6 separate regions of the Mus musculus genome follow, and regions 1, 2, 3, 4 and 6 are each linked to region 5. The links are chromatin contacts, called in public ChIA-PET and HiChIP or PLAC-seq maps. All regions are on one chromosome and are shown on one strand. Each heading gives the region's core, a stretch centred on a gene start, on an enhancer-like site or on the middle of the called end of the contact. The rest is flanking DNA. Distances are from core to core; before and after follow the strand shown. Region 1 has its middle 89 kb from the start of Gm39256. Region 2 overlaps Wwox (WW domain-containing oxidoreductase). Region 3 has its middle 220 kb from the start of Gm39256. Region 4 has its middle 5.5 kb from the start of Gm39256. Region 5 overlaps Wwox (WW domain-containing oxidoreductase). Region 6 overlaps Gm39256 (a long non-coding RNA gene).

The links. ChIA-PET counts read pairs in DNA pulled down with a chosen protein or histone mark. HiChIP or PLAC-seq counts read pairs in DNA pulled down with a chosen protein or histone mark.
Region 1: an H3K4me3 HiChIP or PLAC-seq map of bone marrow-derived macrophages shows a contact between it and region 5, with 6 times the contacts expected there. The contact joins two enhancer-like sites. A contact is called at or near these places in 1 of 484 Hi-C or Micro-C datasets (uterus) and 1 of 115 datasets of contacts at active chromatin or transcription factors (bone marrow-derived macrophages).
Region 2: an RNA polymerase II ChIA-PET map of memory CD8 T cells shows a contact between it and region 5, with 5 read pairs. The contact joins two enhancer-like sites. A contact is called at or near these places in 2 of 484 Hi-C or Micro-C datasets (cortical neurons and uterus) and 1 of 115 datasets of contacts at active chromatin or transcription factors (memory CD8 T cells).
Region 3: a contact with region 5 is called in an H3K4me3 HiChIP or PLAC-seq map of bone marrow-derived macrophages, with 3 times the contacts expected there. The contact joins two enhancer-like sites. A contact is called at or near these places in 1 of 484 Hi-C or Micro-C datasets (nephron progenitors) and 5 of 115 datasets of contacts at active chromatin or transcription factors (T-cell acute lymphoblastic leukemia, bone marrow-derived macrophages, embryonic limb bud and 2 more).
Region 4: a contact with region 5 is called in an H3K4me3 HiChIP or PLAC-seq map of bone marrow-derived macrophages, with 3 times the contacts expected there. The contact joins two enhancer-like sites.
Region 6: a contact with region 5 is called in an H3K4me3 HiChIP or PLAC-seq map of bone marrow-derived macrophages, with 3 times the contacts expected there. The contact joins two enhancer-like sites. A contact is called at or near these places in 1 of 15 datasets of contacts at CTCF or cohesin (large pre-B cells), 2 of 484 Hi-C or Micro-C datasets (bone marrow-derived macrophages and cerebellar granule neurons) and 2 of 115 datasets of contacts at active chromatin or transcription factors (bone marrow-derived macrophages and pancreatic cancer cells).

The regions. Positions count from the first base shown.
Region 1 is chr8:115,554,226-115,556,925 of GRCm38.p6, forward strand. No RefSeq gene overlaps it. Among named protein-coding and RNA genes, the nearest start is that of Gm39256, 89 kb to the right of the region's middle. Within about 2 kb of position 1,421, at least 31 of the 459 cell types and tissues checked have an H3K27ac peak or open chromatin away from gene starts, as enhancers often do. A contact at or near this core is called in bone marrow-derived macrophages, where this site is marked.
Region 2 is chr8:114,814,159-114,816,858 of GRCm38.p6, forward strand. All of the region lies in intron 8 of Wwox (WW domain-containing oxidoreductase), which reads left to right. Among named protein-coding and RNA genes, the nearest start is that of Gm16118, 110 kb to the left of the region's middle. Within about 2 kb of position 1,398, at least 88 of the 459 cell types and tissues checked have an H3K27ac peak or open chromatin away from gene starts, as enhancers often do. A contact at or near this core is called in memory CD8 T cells, where this site is marked.
Region 3 is chr8:115,422,002-115,424,701 of GRCm38.p6, forward strand. No RefSeq gene overlaps it. Among named protein-coding and RNA genes, the nearest start is that of Gm39256, 220 kb to the right of the region's middle. Within about 2 kb of position 1,265, at least 44 of the 459 cell types and tissues checked have an H3K27ac peak or open chromatin away from gene starts, as enhancers often do. A contact at or near this core is called in bone marrow-derived macrophages, where this site is marked.
Region 4 is chr8:115,649,034-115,651,733 of GRCm38.p6, forward strand. No RefSeq gene overlaps it. Among named protein-coding and RNA genes, the nearest start is that of Gm39256, 5.5 kb to the left of the region's middle. Within about 2 kb of position 1,383, at least 22 of the 459 cell types and tissues checked have an H3K27ac peak or open chromatin away from gene starts, as enhancers often do. A contact at or near this core is called in bone marrow-derived macrophages, where this site is marked.
Region 5 is chr8:115,158,788-115,161,487 of GRCm38.p6, forward strand. The region is part of intron 8 of Wwox (WW domain-containing oxidoreductase); the gene reads left to right. Among named protein-coding and RNA genes, the nearest start is that of Gm39257, 200 kb to the left of the region's middle. Within about 2 kb of position 1,309, at least 143 of the 459 cell types and tissues checked have an H3K27ac peak or open chromatin away from gene starts, as enhancers often do. A contact at or near this core is called in bone marrow-derived macrophages and memory CD8 T cells, where this site is marked.
Region 6 is chr8:115,625,181-115,627,963 of GRCm38.p6, forward strand. It overlaps Gm39256 (a long non-coding RNA gene), which reads right to left. Exons shown (of 2, transcript XR_879215.3): 2 at 1-2,783. Among named protein-coding and RNA genes, the nearest start is that of Gm39256, 18 kb to the right of the region's middle. Within about 2 kb of position 1,436, at least 11 of the 459 cell types and tissues checked have an H3K27ac peak or open chromatin away from gene starts, as enhancers often do. A contact at or near this core is called in bone marrow-derived macrophages, where this site is marked.

The DNA of each region.
Region 1 (2,700 bases), core at 171-2,670, 400 kb after region 5:
GGGAAGCAGAGCAGTTAATACACAGGCGGATTAGGTGACTCTCAGGCTTCGCCACAATTAGAAACCCAGGATGTCTGAAATATTAACTGAGATATGTGGGGGAAGAGACAGAGCCTGGCTTCTCTGCCAAGGAGATAGCTTTGGAGGAGGCTGCAGAGAATTATGTAAGGGACCAGGAAGCAGCGGGAAGTGGCCTTCCCTGAGTATCTGTTATGCATCCGTTGCTTCTATAGACATCCCTACATTGATCTTTCCCAGTCCCTAACAGACAGGAGCATCTCTTTCACATTGCAGAAGAAGCCAAAGGATGAGGGGCTTAGTCCCCAAATAGTCACAAAGAGGAAGCATAGGCTGCCCTTCTTGCCTGGTTCTTTCTGAGCCCAGCTATTACCTGCCTGCCTCCAGGAGGCACTGGAATGCCAGGTTGAAGTAGGACTTAAGAAATAACACTAGTACAATCATCAGAGCAGCCGATCTGTATTGCTCACACACAGCCTAGCCATCTTGTGCAAAATGGTGTACAGTGCCTGCCATGTTTGGAGCCATCTAAAAAAGACAAGACCTCTTGCCACTGCTATTGTACAAAGGGGGAAACTGAGGCAGCTCATAAACCTCAAAGGGTCAGAATTGAGTTTGACTTTAGGCCACCCCCCCCCAAGCCCCAACCCAGAAATGGTGCTACGGAGTGTCTTGAATCAGAGAGTCATGGGAGGGGTTTAACCCTGGGATTTACACACTCTTATCAAAAGCCATTTGCTTTCAATCATTGTCCATCTGTTTGTTTCTAATGCTCTTGTAAAATACCTTAATGCCTGGGCCGTGGGCAAAGAGCAAGTGCATTTAGCTCCCCAGACTCAGGTAATGTGCAGGTCCACCTAGCTCAGCACCCATGTGGTACTCAGGCTCAGTATTTGCTATGGATTTGTCTTCGTGCCCTAGAGAGCAAGGACAGAATTTCAATGTTTAAGGATTGTGTTTGCTAGCAACAAACCAGCCTGCCCCACTTTAATGGGTTCAAAGATGAGAAAGGATAGCCAGAGACTGGACCATGTTCTGTAGACCAAGAAATGGGGGTGGGGTGGGGACAGAAGATAGCAAAGCAAGCAGAGAAAGGGCCAGGAAACTAATGTGGAGAGATGCCTAGCATGGGGTAGCAAAGAGAAGAGTGCTACAATGTTGATCTCAGGCTAGACCCTGTGCTGATGTACTGACAACACATGGTACCTTTGAGGGACCACGCTCCATCTGCCCTCTCACTTGCTTCATGAGCTGCCCTTTATTTGACTTCCAGGGGAGGTTCTGACCAGCACCTCCACCACAGAGGGCCCTGCTTACAGCCTGGGGAGCAGATAGGGACATTCACAGCCCAGCTCTTCACTCCGTTCTAGTTTCCACTTCCCTAATTACAGGATGCCTTCCCTCCAGAGCCTGCTCAAGTTCTCCTTTTCCTTGGGTTGTGTTGCTACCACCTGGATGAAGGAAGGAAGTAATAAGACAGTGTGTTTCTAAGAATGACAGGAGGAGAAGCCAGAGAAGGGGCCCCTGACCATCATCTGTAGCCCTCGTGAACCCTGTCACACGCTGCCTGCACCAGAGCTTGCTCCTTGTCCTCGGGATTATGAGAGCAACCTCAGCTCAAGGGTAGAGTGAATATCCTATGTGCTAGGTGCCCAATGCATGGCAGGGTGCACAAGGAAACCACGGATGGTGTACTGTGAGCTTGGTTCATGACAGTTACAGCACAGATCTGGGGTTGGGCAATGGCTCAATGGGTAAAGTGTTAGCTGTACAAGTGTGAATTTTTCAGTTTGATCCTCCAGACCCATGTAAACAAGGTTGATGTGGTAACGCTCGCCTTGGGAAGGTAGAGGCAGGAGAGCGCCTACGGCTTGCTGTCTCTTTGGATAACCTAACTGAATGGGTACGCTCCAAGTTCACTGAGAAGTCCTGCCTCAAAAAATAAAGTGGAGAGGAAACAAGCAGGATGGCTTGGTGGCTAAAGGTGCTTGCAGCCAAGCCTTACAACCTCAGTTCCATCTCGGGGACTGGCACGGTGGAAGGAGAAAACCAATTTCTGAAAGTTGTCCTCTGTCTCAACATATATGCCATAGGGCACATGTTTGCATGCATACATTCTCCCCCTCCCCCCTCTCCCTCCCCCTTCCCCTCTCTCCCTCTCCCTTTCACCCTCCTCCATTCTCTCCAGCCTGGGTTACTATATATGTTTAACAGACAAAGGCAAGCAGATCTGCTCTTTCTCTTGCCCTGTGATATCAGCACTTTGATGTACTTACTGACTTGCTCAGTGCCGAGAGCTGATATCTGATTCACTATAGATATCTGCCCTGTGTCTGAAGGTGCAAAATGCCTGTCCTCCTTTCTTAGCCCTTTCTTTCCTTCCTTCCCATCTTCCCTTTCCCTCAGTTCCTCTTTCCTTTCTTTCTTTTTTCCTCTTCTTCCCCATTCTTTTTCTTCTCTCCTCTCACTCTTTTCTTTCTTTCTTTCTTTCTTTCTTTCTTTCTTTCTTTCTTTCTTTCTTTCTTTCTTTCTTTCTTCTTCCTTCCTTCTTCCTTCCTCCTCCTCCTTCTTCTTTTCTTCTTCTTCTTCTTCTTCTTCTTCTTCTTCTTCTTCTTCTTCTTCTTCTTCTTCTTCTTCTTCTTCTCCTCCTCCTCCTCCTCCTCCTCTTCCTCCTCCTCCTCC
Region 2 (2,700 bases), core at 148-2,647, 340 kb before region 5:
CGTCCCTTATTAGAGGTGGTTCATTTATCTTAGGTGCCATCTTAACCGTGCAGGCAGGAGAGTATAATTGTAAGCTATAACAAAGAGTATAAGTAGTACTGAGCCCATGGTGATTTGAGTCAGGAGAGACTGGCCTGACCCGGGCTTGAGTCTCGGTGCCCACCATAGCCACCGTTCATGTTTCAGAAGAATTGGGCCAGTGTCATACACATATTGTTTTGCACTATCTTACGGTTCAAGGTTGGCAGCACATTTACATGTTGCCACAGATTACAATAAAAATGAAAGAAAGAAATTGTTCCTAGTAAGAAATAGACGAAGGCCGAGGACTATATCTTGGTGGCTAGCATGTGTGAGGTACTGGGTTTGATAGAGGGGAGGACATAGAAGAGAGAATATCCCAAGACCAGCACCCACATCGACTGCTTTTCCAAGTAGAAGATTACACACTGACTCTGCCCATTCCTAAACATTCAGTCTTGTTAACAGGTCTTTGTATGGATTGGTGCATCTCTCTGCCTGGAATGTTCTATCCAAAGCTAGCTGCAGGTCTTTCTTCTTCTTCCTCCTCTTCTTCCTCCTCTTCCTCTTCTCCTCTTCCTCCTCCTCTTCCTTTTCCTCTTCTTCCTCCCCTTCCGCCTCTTCCTCCTCTTCCTTCTCCTCCTCTTCCTCCTCTTCCTCCTCCTCCTTTTCCTCCTCTTCCTCCTCCAGACTGAGTCAGGCAAGTTGGCATCCTCTGTAGTCCCCACAGTACCCTCTCAAGTCATAGGACCATGTGATATCTGTTTACTAGCCTGCTGGGCATCATACACTGCCACCCTGAGCATGTGTGTGCCAAGAGATACAGTTGAGTCTGGCAGGAGCCCAGCATGGGAGAAGGAAAGTGGTAGAGGAGGAGCCAGGAGATAGAGCAAAAGTCTCCTGACGGCTCCCAAGACCCAGCCTACTGTAGATCCTCCCGTCATGGGAAAGATCATCACCAGGAATGTTTAGGAATAGTGCGACTGTCAGCAGAATGGTGGGGTGGGTGTCAAGAGCAGTGTCGTCAGCTGTGGAAGACATTCTCCAGACAATGAATGAGTGGAAATGACTTCACCCACTTCCCCTTCCTCACCAGGACCCTTGCATCACCTTGGATCTAGCATCACTTGTCACATATGTCAGGAATCAAGGACTCTGGGAGCAGTGTGGTCAGCAAAAGGCACAATTAGTCATGTGTGAGCGTTTTGTGTATTCCACGTAGCTTTCCCTTTTTTTTTTCTTTCTTGAACTGCTCCCCTCGAGGGAAACCCACTTCCGGCATGAGTTTCTTGATGGGGTGTTCTAACTAAGGGCTTTAGTCATGTGAACATAAACAGGAAGGTCCTCACCCCACCCATCTCACAGACCCGGAGCAAACAGACATAGACCACAAGTCTCACCCAACCTTCTCTGTTTCCTCAGTGTATGCCCTGGCTTACAGTCTAATGCAGGAGGGCCAGTTCCCAGCTTCCTCCCAAAGCTACATTTTTCTGTTTGTCTGAAATAACTCAGATCTCAGGAGTTTGCTGTTACATTGCTTCACAGAAATGAGTGAGTGGTGCTCTCTCTCTCTCTCTCCCTCTCCCTCTCCCTCTCTCTCTCTCTCTCTCTCTCTCTCTCTCTCTCTCTCTCTCTGGTATACTTTGGGTATAAGAAGGAACTTACAAATCCACTCCTTTTTCCCTTCTCTCTGTAGTTTGACAGATTATAGGAGGTGGGATGATATTTTTACGTACAAATATCCATTGCAGAGATCCTTTGGACATAGTAACATAGAAGAAAGCATATTCTTTTTGTAGCCTAAATCCTCAATACTGTTGGTATATGAGGATGTTGATTTCTGATTTTATCTAACACTTGGCATGGGAAAGGAATTTCACTAGCTACTACTAGCCTGAACTCACGCCTGCCTAGCATATCACCACTGTCAAGGAAAATAACAGTGATAAGTATTGTTTTGGAACCAACCTTTTCTAACTAAAAAAAACCAGAGCTGTGGCGATTAGGGTTTTATGCTCTATAGGAACAGTGATTGTGAAAGCTAATAAAAATATTTAAAAAAAAAAAAGGCAGAAGAGAAGTTCTACTTAGGGTTCTTTAAGCTGGAGTTCTTGCTTTCTGCTCTGTTTGTGTGTGCGCCATCCCTGTGTAACAAATCAGCATACACTTGGCAACTCTAGCCCATATCAATGGCTGCAGTTCTATAGGTCGAAAGTAAGGGCCCATTATAGCTGTGTTATCATCTCTGAACCTCAGGAAGACCGTGGGGCATCAGCTGGAGCTGCACTCCTGTCTGCGGACACTGGAGGGAAATCCACTGCCACGTTCGTTCAAGGTGTTGGCAGAATTTAGTCCCTTAAAGCTACAAGACTGAGGCTTGAGGTTCCTCTTCAGTCATAGCAGGTGGCTGCCGTCTGCTACCGGAGGCCACCCACCCGTGTCCCTTGACACCCCAGGAGAAGCAGCAGCGACCCACAGATGAAGTCCCTTTGAGGTTTGAATCTCCCTCACTTTCTCGACGCTGCTGTCTGAACACAAATAGAGGGACTTACGTGACTTGGGCACCGAGTTTGGAGCTTTCGATAGCATATGTAAAATCTGTTTAGAATAAATGCACTGACAGATCAATGCCTGGGAGAAGCCCATGTGTACACGGTGGGTCTCTTCAATGGCTGAATT
Region 3 (2,700 bases), core at 15-2,514, 260 kb after region 5:
CCAGAATTAAGACAGCTCTATCTAGAACACTCACCCCATCACCTTTACCAGCCAACTGAGTTGTTCAAGAAAGACAAGTGGCTATGGAGAGACAAAAGTCTAGAGCTCACTTCAGCCTCTCTTAGACTGTTCTGGAAAATGGGATGATGGTAAGTCCTTTGTACTAACACTGTCAGATCAAATAAGGCAAGAAATATGGTCTATGTCACTAATCTGCTCATAATATGAATCCATGGAGGTTAAGAGAACATGCACAATTAGCAGAATTAAAGTTTTTAAGCGAGCTTGGGGTTGGACACAAGCTCAGTCTATAGACAGGGTGCTTGCTTGGAGTGTATGAAACCTTATGTTTGATCTCAAGGACCTCATAAGAGCCAACAAACAAAACCAAGGATGGTGATACAGGCCCTCAATCTTAGCCCTGGGGGAGGTGGAGGTAGATGGATCAGAAGTTCAAGGTCTTTTTCAGATACACAGTGACCTCAAGGCTAGCCTTGGCTACATGATATCTTGTTTCAAACAAAGCTACCTCCAAACCTTCAAAATATTGGCTCCGTGGTGTATTCCAGCAGTTTCCCTCAAGTTTTCCCTTGATGTTTCAAGGATTCACGTTGCTGTTGTTTTGTTTCAACTTCCCAAGCTCTTTAGGTCTATTGATCCAACTAAGCCCTTAGCCTTGTTCTTTTCTCCCCAGGATCAAGGAAAGCAGAAACTTAAGAGCCAGGGAAGGCTCCACCCAGCTTACTCACAGATTAATGGGAAACATACTGTTCAATTTCTCTCCAAGCTACCTACTATCTCCCCACTGTAATTCAAGGCTCTGGAGATGGTCAATTTTCCTTCCCGCCTTTTTCTGAGCTTGATGTCTATCCACTCTTGATGCCCTGGCCACTGGACTCCTCTCTATGAGGACATGTAACTTTGTTTTTTGGAAAAAAAAAGTCCTTGGTAAAGGTGCTTTGTTTGGCAGTAGGTTGGGGGCATGCTGCATAGCTGAGTCCCCTGTGCTGGCCCATAGTACCTTTTCTTTTATTCCCTTCATTTTCTCTTTTGATACAGTCTCGTTTATAACCTAGGCCTGTCTCAAGATCTTTACAGTGGAACTTGGCCTTGAACTCCTGACCTTCCCACTTTCATCCCAAGGGCTGGTTTTACAAGAGTGAGCCACCACTCCCTGCTCATAGCCACTTCTCCCTTTCGACTGGCCTTTTCTTCATCATCACACTTGTGGGCATTAACTCTGAGTCATGTTGGCGGTTTTTTTTTTGTCATGAAGTCCTGCTTCATAGTTTAGTTCAAGGCCACCAGAGTGTCGCAAGACAACACAGATCATCCAAATGAGGCAACATGAAAGAAAATATCAGAAGTGTTTTCTTGGCAACGACTTTTGATTACATTGAATCAATATTGAAAGTAGCAAAATCATGGTAGAAATTTTCATAGAAGAATTTCTCCCTAGTTGTGTCCTTAGGGATTCGATCTGAGACCTAGTGTGTGCTAGACTAACCCTACCACTAAGCCACATCCCTCGCTCTTCATTTTTTTGTGTTTGACTCTGTCTTATTTTATTTTGAGGCAAGAACTCACTATAACCTCCGTTGGCCTTACACTTACTCTGTAATACAGACTGTTTTCAAACTAGGAATCTTTTTATTTCCATTTCTCCAGTCTTGGAATTACAGGTATACTCTCCCAGATTTGGACCCTAGGAAAAATGAGGACATCCTTGGCTGGACACAGTGTCTTGGTCCTGATGTTTTGAAAGCAGATGGAGAATTAACTAGTTACGCCTTGGAGGATACTGCAATTTTGTAAGAAATTCAGATGCTGAATGAGGAAGTTGAAACTGAATTGGACACATATGGCAGCTGTGAGTCTTGGGGCAAACTACTGACTTCAGAACTTCAGCTTCCCCATTGGAGAAGGGAAAGAACATGGCTATCCCCTTAGAGAATCTCCTAAGGGTATTAAAAAGTATTCTGCAGAAGTGCCTGGTCAACACTGAGCACTCAGTAAACGTTATCATTACAGTCCTCCATGTTAATATTGCTGTAAGTATGCTCTGTGCCAGGGTATGGATAGGACTGAGGTCCACAAAAATATGGGGTTGAGGTTCCAATGAGATGTCTCAGCCGGTAAAGGCACTTGCTGCCAAACTTACAAACCCACCGACTTTGATCCCTAGGATTCAAATAGCAAAAGGAGAGAGTCTGATCATACAAGTTATCCTCTGACATCCACATGTGTGCTGTGGCACACACATGTCCACATGTGGGAATGAACATACCCATCAAATAAATAAGTATAATAAAATAAAACTTCAAAAGCAAATACATGATTGAGACTTCTCCCTTCTGGGAGAATATTCACCTCCTCTGGTCTCCATCAATGGCTAGGGTTTCCCCAATCTGGGGGAGTCCATACTGTGGCTACCTGGGAGCTTTACCCCATGTAATCCACCCTCTTGTACAGGACCCAGAGTTAAGCGTCTAAAACCCTTCACAGGTGATTCCAATATGCAGCCAAGGTCCTAACTTCCTGGATCATTTGTAGGATATACTATGGAAGGAAAAGGTAGAGCCCTGGGTCCAAAACGACCAAGGGAGAGGAAGCAAGAAGCCAGGGTCTCCTGCCAGGTGTTATGCATCCTGATGTTAAGATCTTCCGGACTAATTTAATCCTCTAGCCTTTGTCTGAGCT
Region 4 (2,700 bases), core at 133-2,632, 490 kb after region 5:
TTGCAGAGAGAATGTCTGCTTCATTTGGGTACCACTGAGGTGGAGGCATGAGCTTGTGAAGAGCAAATGAGATGGAAAAGGATCCAAACTGTCCATGAAAGGGTTAAGCAAATTCACTGCTCTCTAGTATTAGTACTGCTGGTACTCCTGTGGCTACCTTCATTGCAACTATCACCATAAGTACTGTATTACCACCAATAGTGTTGCACTTGTTGGCCCTATTATTGGTATCATCTATAACACCATTACCACTGTTGCTAAACAACCACTACAGCCACCATTATCATGGTCACCCTCACCATTGCTACCCCTTTTATTTTCTTATCACTGCGGGGGTAACTGCTCACTTCTTTCAGCAGCTTGCAGACACCACAACCCTGATACACTCCAGACCTGGGGCAAACTGCCATAACTTGAATGGTTATTTCTCATTTCTCAAGAACTCTCTCCCAAGCTTGGAGAATCCATACCCATGCCTAAAACTAGTGTGTATGCCTGCACCTTGATCCTTATAGAGTAGAGAGATGATACTGAGGGCTGATAAAGGAGTCTGCCATGTCCCAGACTCACTGTACACACAGGAGAACACAGACCAGAGGGGAACATGGGAGTTGCTCTTCTTTGAAAGAGAAAGAAACTGAGGCATGGAGGTGATGTGTATGAGATCACGCAGCTGGCGAATAGCTTGTTCCTGATCCAGACCATTTATTTTTTACCAGCATCCAGGATGTCAGCTGAGGTGCCAGGATTTGAAAGGGTTAAAGAAGAGGTCTGGGTCCTGGCATTTGCTCAGTTTCCCACTGGCAGGAGATGATTTGAGGAGTAAAAAGCTGGGATGATTCTTCCTACTCCTCCTGTCTCCAAGCACTACAGTCATCGGTGGCAATCTCCTCCAGCAGGAATGAACATGGAAAATGACCAGGAATATGGGACACTGGACTCTGGGTATCTGCATCGAGATAGCCCTGAAGAGGGACTAGCAAACGACAGCAGGAAAAGAATGAGGAAAAATAAATGGGAACAGGAAGGTGACTCTGGAGCCTGAAGGCCAATACTGTACATGGGCCTGGTGCCCCTAAGGCCCCCTAGTGCATTCTATTTTTGGAACTGGCTGCATGGTGAGCGAGTGCTGGTGGGAATAGATAGGGTCAAGGCCAGCTTCCAGCCTGGTGACTCTGAAGCCAATCTGTTGTTGGGGGACCCAGGCACCAGGCCAGAAGTGGGATTCCAAGTCATGCCTCCCCACCCACACAGGCCTCTCAAGGCCCTGGATAACAAAGGGAAGCATCCAGAGAAGGGGGAACTGCTCTTCCTTCCCCTCCAACCCCAACTGTGCTCACATATAGAAGCAGATCTGATGACCTTAGCAAAGCTGTCCCGGCCTGAAGGATCTTGCAAGCTCAGACTTTCTGGGGCCTGTGCTCTGGCGGCAAACTGGGCTTCCTGGGCTGGGAGGGGTGAGCTTCCTTCCCCTTTGGGTGGCCTTGGTCAGTCTTTGGGGACCACAGTAAGTGCATCAAGATAGACTTGAACAAAAGACTTTCATGGAGGCTGATTTCTAACAGGGAAGTCTCTAGGTGGCCTGTATGTTCTGAGCCAGTCAATCCTGCCCTGTGACAGGAAAGAAACTGTCACTGAGTCCCATAGCTGGATTCTGTATGTGACTATGTGCTGTGTTTCCCACCCCATTGCTTTCTCAGCTCAGAGACAATAAAACTCAGTGAAATTGTTCAGGATTTTTAAAGTGTAGAATCATGCACATTTTGTATTTTGCTAGACAGTTTTTCAGAGGCTGATATCATGAGTCTTAGTAACATAACAGACTATTCTTGGGCATTTGAAAAGATGAAAGACAGAGTTTGCTCCTGCCCAGGTCCACCTGCATCTGATGATATTATGCCCCCAGCATCCTAGAGGCAGGCAGGCAAGGTGAAGGAAGGGTAGCATTTGGAGACATCAAGTACTAAGGTGTAGCTCTAGTTCCAGAACATGCAAGTCATGTAGCCTTCTTGGGCCACCTTCCTGAGTCTGGTTTATCTCCTGTTGAGGAGGGAAATGATATTGTCACAAAAGGATTTAAACACCTTATATACATGCTTAAGGCTAGGACCAAATGATGCTAGGACCAATGTATAGATGTCCTCAAGATAAATATCCTGATCTGCTCAAAGCTTCCTTCATCCACCTTTTTATAGTATCCTAAAGGCCAGAAGAGAAAGACAGACACTCAGGAACTTTCCACAGCCTGACTAGCCATCATCTGGATTATACTATGCAATGTTCTACTTTAGTCATATTGCAATGTGAGATTTATGGACGAACAACTTCCAGGTTCCGTTTTCCCCTGTATTAAGATAGTCAAGATAGTGACCATAGAATCTCAGACTATAAGATACACAAAGTTTATGTTAACTCTTAAGAAATAGACATGAGGGCTAGAAATACAGGCCAAAGGTAAAGCCATTGCTTAACACATATAAGGTTTTTATGTTTAACCCCCAATACTCAAAACAAAACAAAACAAAACAAAACAAAACAAAACAAAACACTAGACTAAAAAAGAACAGGGCATGTAGATAAATAAGTACTGTATAGAGTCTGAGAGATGGCTCAGCAGTCAAGTTCTTACTGCTTGGTCATGAGTTCAGACCCCAGTGCCTATATCAGACATCTTACAAACACCTGTAATTCTACTTCCAA
Region 5 (2,700 bases), core at 59-2,558:
CACTTATGTAATAAACTGCAGTATATTATGTGGAAAAAAATGAGCGAGTGGCGTGTGTGTGTGTGTGGGGGGGGTGGCTTCCAGTGGAGCCAGACCTCAGGCATGAAGAGAGAGGAGGGGAAGGGACTTGGAAGGAGGGGGCCGCTGCACCAGAGGAACTTGGAGAGGCTACAAATGGAAGCATCTCCACAGCGAACCTCAGGCTGCTGCTGGAGGGAGCTGGTTATGTAATGACTGCGGCAGTGGGGCTCCAGAGAAACTTTTTCCAGCTCGGCTTTTCCAGAGCATCCTCCCAGCTAATGTTCATTACCGGGGGTGGGGGTGGGGGTGGGGGTGTTCAGAATTAGGCTGGAGGCTGGAGGAAGGGAGATGGAGGATGGGAGTTTGTATTAAAGATGAGAAAACAGAGATGAGAGCTTTCTGTTTAGCAGCTCTTGGGTGAGCCCTCCATCCAGACGCTGAATGATTGCTCTTCATTGTAAATACCAATGGCCATCATCTATCCCGCAGAGGGGGGGTCTCAGGAAAACGGGGGGGGGCGTGCTTTACGAGAAGTAGCAGCAAATGCGTTCGGTAGCAGGCCACCGGGCTTCCGGAGTGTCTAGTATACACCAGCATGCTGTTCGTTCTGTATCCGAATTTCTAATCTCACAGGCGTCTTATGCTTTTCTGAGCCAAGTCCAACAACTTTCGCCGGGGTAGCCTCCAGCGATGAGGATTCCTGTTAGCAGAAAAATGACTGTGAGCTCCGACTTCGAGCAGGGCCTCGAGTATTTACCTAGTTGAGGCTTCCCAAATGCACTACCAGAGGGCACTATGATTAGTCCCATTTCTCAAAAGTGTAAACTGAGGTTTTTTTCCTTTTGTTTTGTTTTGTTTTTTTTTTTTTAACAAAAATCTGCCCCCAAGTTCTCTCCATCTGGAAGGAAAAGAGCCAGGGTTCATGCCAAGACCCATCTGGCTCCCAAATGCTTTCTGGCAATCACCAAGTTATACAACCAATTCTAGATGCGGATCCGAGAAATAACTTCATGGTGAGACTTGCCAAGGGAGGCTGCTTGCCTCCTTCCTGCAGGAACACATTGCAGCTCACAAATCTACGCCGGCTAGAAAAAAGAAAACCAATACTGCTCAGAAAAAACGCTTGCAAACTTCCCGGCAGAAAGCCCCCTGTTCACCGTGGTGTGCCTGCCACCGGGGAGTGGAAGTTGAGGGGTGGGGGTGGGGGGGCACGAAGCACGGTCAGAAGCTAGGAGTTTCCGGCTGAAGAACCTCCTTCCAGAGCCCCTAGAGGAGAGCAGAGGAGCCGCTCCAATTTCCATGTGCGCCTTTCTCTAACTTTGAGAGCCCAATAAAACCCAGAGTGCTGGGTAGGAATCAGAGGCTGCTAAGCTGCTTGTAATTTACGATTTAGCGTCGCACAGTATAAAAATAGGCAGTGAAACTGAAAGGCAATCAAGTCTATTGTCACCAGGAATGGGACGTGATCTGACATCCGCCGCTGCCGAGAGCCCGCTGTGTACTGGGAATGTAGTGTATATGGTTTCATTTTATCTCGACATCCCTGGAGTCTGGCCCCTGTCATTTATCTGTTCCCGAGTTACAAAGCGCCCCACGTGCTACTAGTAGACAACAACCAATGCATTTTTTTGTTTTTGTTTTTATTAAATCCCATCATTTTCTGGCTCAATTTTTTGGGGGGGGGGGTAGGGATTGCTTTGTCTCTCAATCTGTTGGCTATGGGGCAAAGGTCACGGGGTGATTGGTGGGTGGGCTAGCCCATAATTACCTTTCTTACTGCATGAGTGGCTAAGTGGGGGGCTCCGCCTCTGGCTTCTTTAGCGTGGTGGTCTTAGAGAGGTTGGATCTTGTAGGGCGTACACCTCATAGCTGCCATGGCAAGGTCTTCTCCGACTGACCTTGGACATCACAGGAAGCCACTTCCTCTCACCATATGAGGAGACCTTATAGTGAGTTTACCATCCCTGGCACACTGGGATTCAATGCAGGGGGACATAAGGCTCTACTTCCTGGTGGGAAGACTATTGAAGAACTTGTAGCTGCATTTTGTAAGCCATCTGGGTGTCTGTGGTCTGCATCCTCTTTGTCCCCATAGCAGATCCTTCTAAGAGATAAGGACCCTGATTTTGTTTGACCGGGTCCCAGTGCTAACCCAGGGTGACTCAGCTAGCTTCTAGCTGCCACCTCAGGGTCAGGGCTGCTCACTTCATGGAGGTCAGGAAGCAGCAAGACGGGGGATGGCGCTGGGACAGGGGTCAGAGTCAGGGTGTGACCTTCAAAGCCATGCTCCCTAGTATCTGCCTAGCCCAAGTAGGTCTAATCTTCTAGTCTCTTTTGCTTCCCCATAAAGTTGTCAAAGTATGAATCGATCAGTGAATTAGCCTGATGATTAAGCCAGCCAGAGCCGTTAATGATCCAATTATTTTCCGAAGCTCCACCTCTGAGTATTATTTTGGGACCACGCCTTCAAAGCAAGAGCTGTTTGAACAGTACCTACTACCTCAACTGTAACATAGCGTTCACTCCAAACTGCCTTTCGCTCACAGAAGTCTTGAGACTTTGGGGCTCATTAACAAATCAATTAAAGTGTCTGGCAACACAAAAATCATAAACCAGAATCCTGGATTCTCCTTCAAGAAGAATTCCCGGGGTTAACAGAGAATCCATTCATGTCTGCCA
Region 6 (2,783 bases), core at 186-2,685, 470 kb after region 5:
GTATATAGCTAGGCAGTGTTGAGGCCCCTGAGCCAACAGACCTCCTGAGGCATTTCCTCTCTGAATCTCTCAGTTTCTGTGAATGAAAGTCACAGTTTCCATGAAACACTGCTCTTTTTTTAAATTCACTGTCTGTTTCAGTCACTTGGCATCCACCAACACCAGCAAGGTCTTTGTCCATCACGCTCTGTTGCAGAATCTGAAACCACTAAGGGCTTTTGTCTCATCTTAGTTCCTTGGCTCTGAGCCTACCTAGGCCAGGTTTCTCCACAGGATGAAAAATCACAGAGACCAACCACTTCCACTCGGTTTTGCTCTCAAATTACCAAATCAGTGGCAAAGACCTCTCATCCCAGCTACTTTGAAGGCCATGGCAGGAGAACACCAGCTCAAGGTCACCGAGTGAGTTCAAGGTCAACCTTGGCAATTCGGTGAGACCCTGTCTCCAAACCAAAAAGAAAAAAAGAAGTTGGGGATATGGCTCAGTGACAGAGTAATGTGGTGTCTAGTTGTGTGGGTTCTGTAGCCAGCAGCTTTGGACTTCATTTTGCACCAGTTCTAATCAGCTGCCTCACTCTGGAAAAGTTTCTTGGTCTCTGTATCCTCATTCATGCAATGGTGATAAAAGTCCATTGTACACCCTGGTAATTTTTATAACTAAACACACACACACATACACACACACACACACACACACACACTCACACATGAAACATTAAGGATAATTCCCAAAACATAGTAAATGATATTTAAGGCTTAACTAATATTGTTAACCATGTCTGTATCTGAGGACTCTTTCAAAATAGAAGATCCATAGAGTGAGACTATAGTAGTGTTTCTAACATCTAGTTTATTCTATGTTCCAAATTCCTCATGCTTGTTATCTTGGCCAATTGCGATGATTCCCATCTCGAGGTCACCATGATTTTTGCCTTGAACACCCAAAGACGAGAGATGTTCACTGGCTTGCTTAATGCTCCACAGCACAGACTAGCCAACCTGGATTTATGGCACCTAGAGATGTGACTTCCCTGGGAACATCAAAGGCAGAGGAGGTCCCATGAGGTGACGTCTAAAGCAAGCAGGCTTGGCATGTTTGTGCAAACACAAAGGCTAGACTAACCCTGTCCAAGACACAGAAAAAGCATCTGGGGTCTGCCGCCTGCCTTGCCTAAATGGAATGCCAAGGAGAGCTACACCCAAGAGCTGCAATTCCCACCTTTGAGGACAAGAGTGCTAGCTGCTGTCCTCTGCTGCCTCTAGAAAGTCTTCTTCCCTGAAGCAGTCACCCCTACCCTCTAATTGTCTACTGCAATGCAAAAACCCAGTTCCTTATCACCTGTCACCACTAACAATCAACTGGCCTTGGGGGTCAAGGAGGGGATACCACTCTGATGACCTGGCAAGAATCCAAACTCTGGGGTGCCCAGATTTCCTGCTTGTGGTTTGCCCTGCTGTGACTGGGCTGGCTCCCACTTCCTGTCCTAACCCTTGGGCTCACATGATATGACAGGGCGTTCTTCCAGGACTGTGTTCACACCACAGGTAGGAAAAGAAACTAGTGCCTTGGACGATCCTGACAGCTCTCCTATCCCAGTCTGGATTGCCCTGATGGTACTACATTCTACATGCTCTTTATCTGTGCAGGCTGAGCTGGGGGGAAGGTCTGGGGGGTGGGGAGAGTCGGGAGGCTTGTCCCCATATCATGGCATAGATGGGGAACTGCACTGCATCTCTCATATCCACGAGCTGTTTCCAGGCCCCAAGGTGCAGTTCAGAATCCTGCCCACCAGAAGGAGCAAGATGAGGTGATGGAGGTGCCGTGACCACGATGGGTTGTGAGAATATGGTCTGGATGTGGCCTGAGTATTTCCCAGGCTTGACATGTTGCCAAAAGCTGGGTAGTGTCAGGGTGCTGGGCATAAGGTGACGGTCACAGTTGGAATCAGACCACAGGCCAATGGACCTTTCGGAAAGTAAACCTTAAGCCCAGGAGATACTTGAGTGTCCAGCTTGACGCCCTTGTGATGTGTATATTCCATGTACCTTACCGTGATGAGTTCTTCCGGGATTTGAGAGCTACCGGGCCATGCCAAGGCCATACTCTTCCCACATAGCATGGCATGTCCTTCATCTCTTATGACCCTTCTGCTGGGCAGGATTCTGCCCTAAGCGTCAGGACCTGGAAATGGCTTCTTTTAGGTGTTCTGTAGTTGGTCCAGCCACTCTGAGAAATAAGTGAGACCTTGACACTTTTTCCTGGCCTGGACAACAGTAGATCTGGTATGAGGCTCAGCCATGATATGGGTAGTCCTGGGACATCTGCCTCAGCTTCCTTCCAGATTTGGAAATGAGCACACAATATGCTGGTGCCCAGCACATAGGAGGATGACTTACCGCTCGGCCTAACACACAGGAAGACTGCATTTGAATAGTAACCACGATGTCCCTGGGACCCTGCTAAGCATCTCACCTATTGATCATATTGCATGCTTATGGTGTTCCTAGGAGGGAGGCACTGTTGCCTTTGCCATAATTTAGATAAGCAAGTGGAGGCTCAGAGCTTAAATGGTGTACCCAACATCATTGTATCAGTCACACAGGAGTCACACCCTGCTCCAGAGAACTCTCCTTTCACCCTTGAGATCTGCTTCCCTCTAGGTCTCAATGAAATGATAACCCCAAAAGCCACAACCCTATAAAGTACTGGAGCTGGGGCATGACAAATCTGGACTGCCAGAGGGACCACCCTGTGCTCAACTGAGGCCCACATTCCACAGACA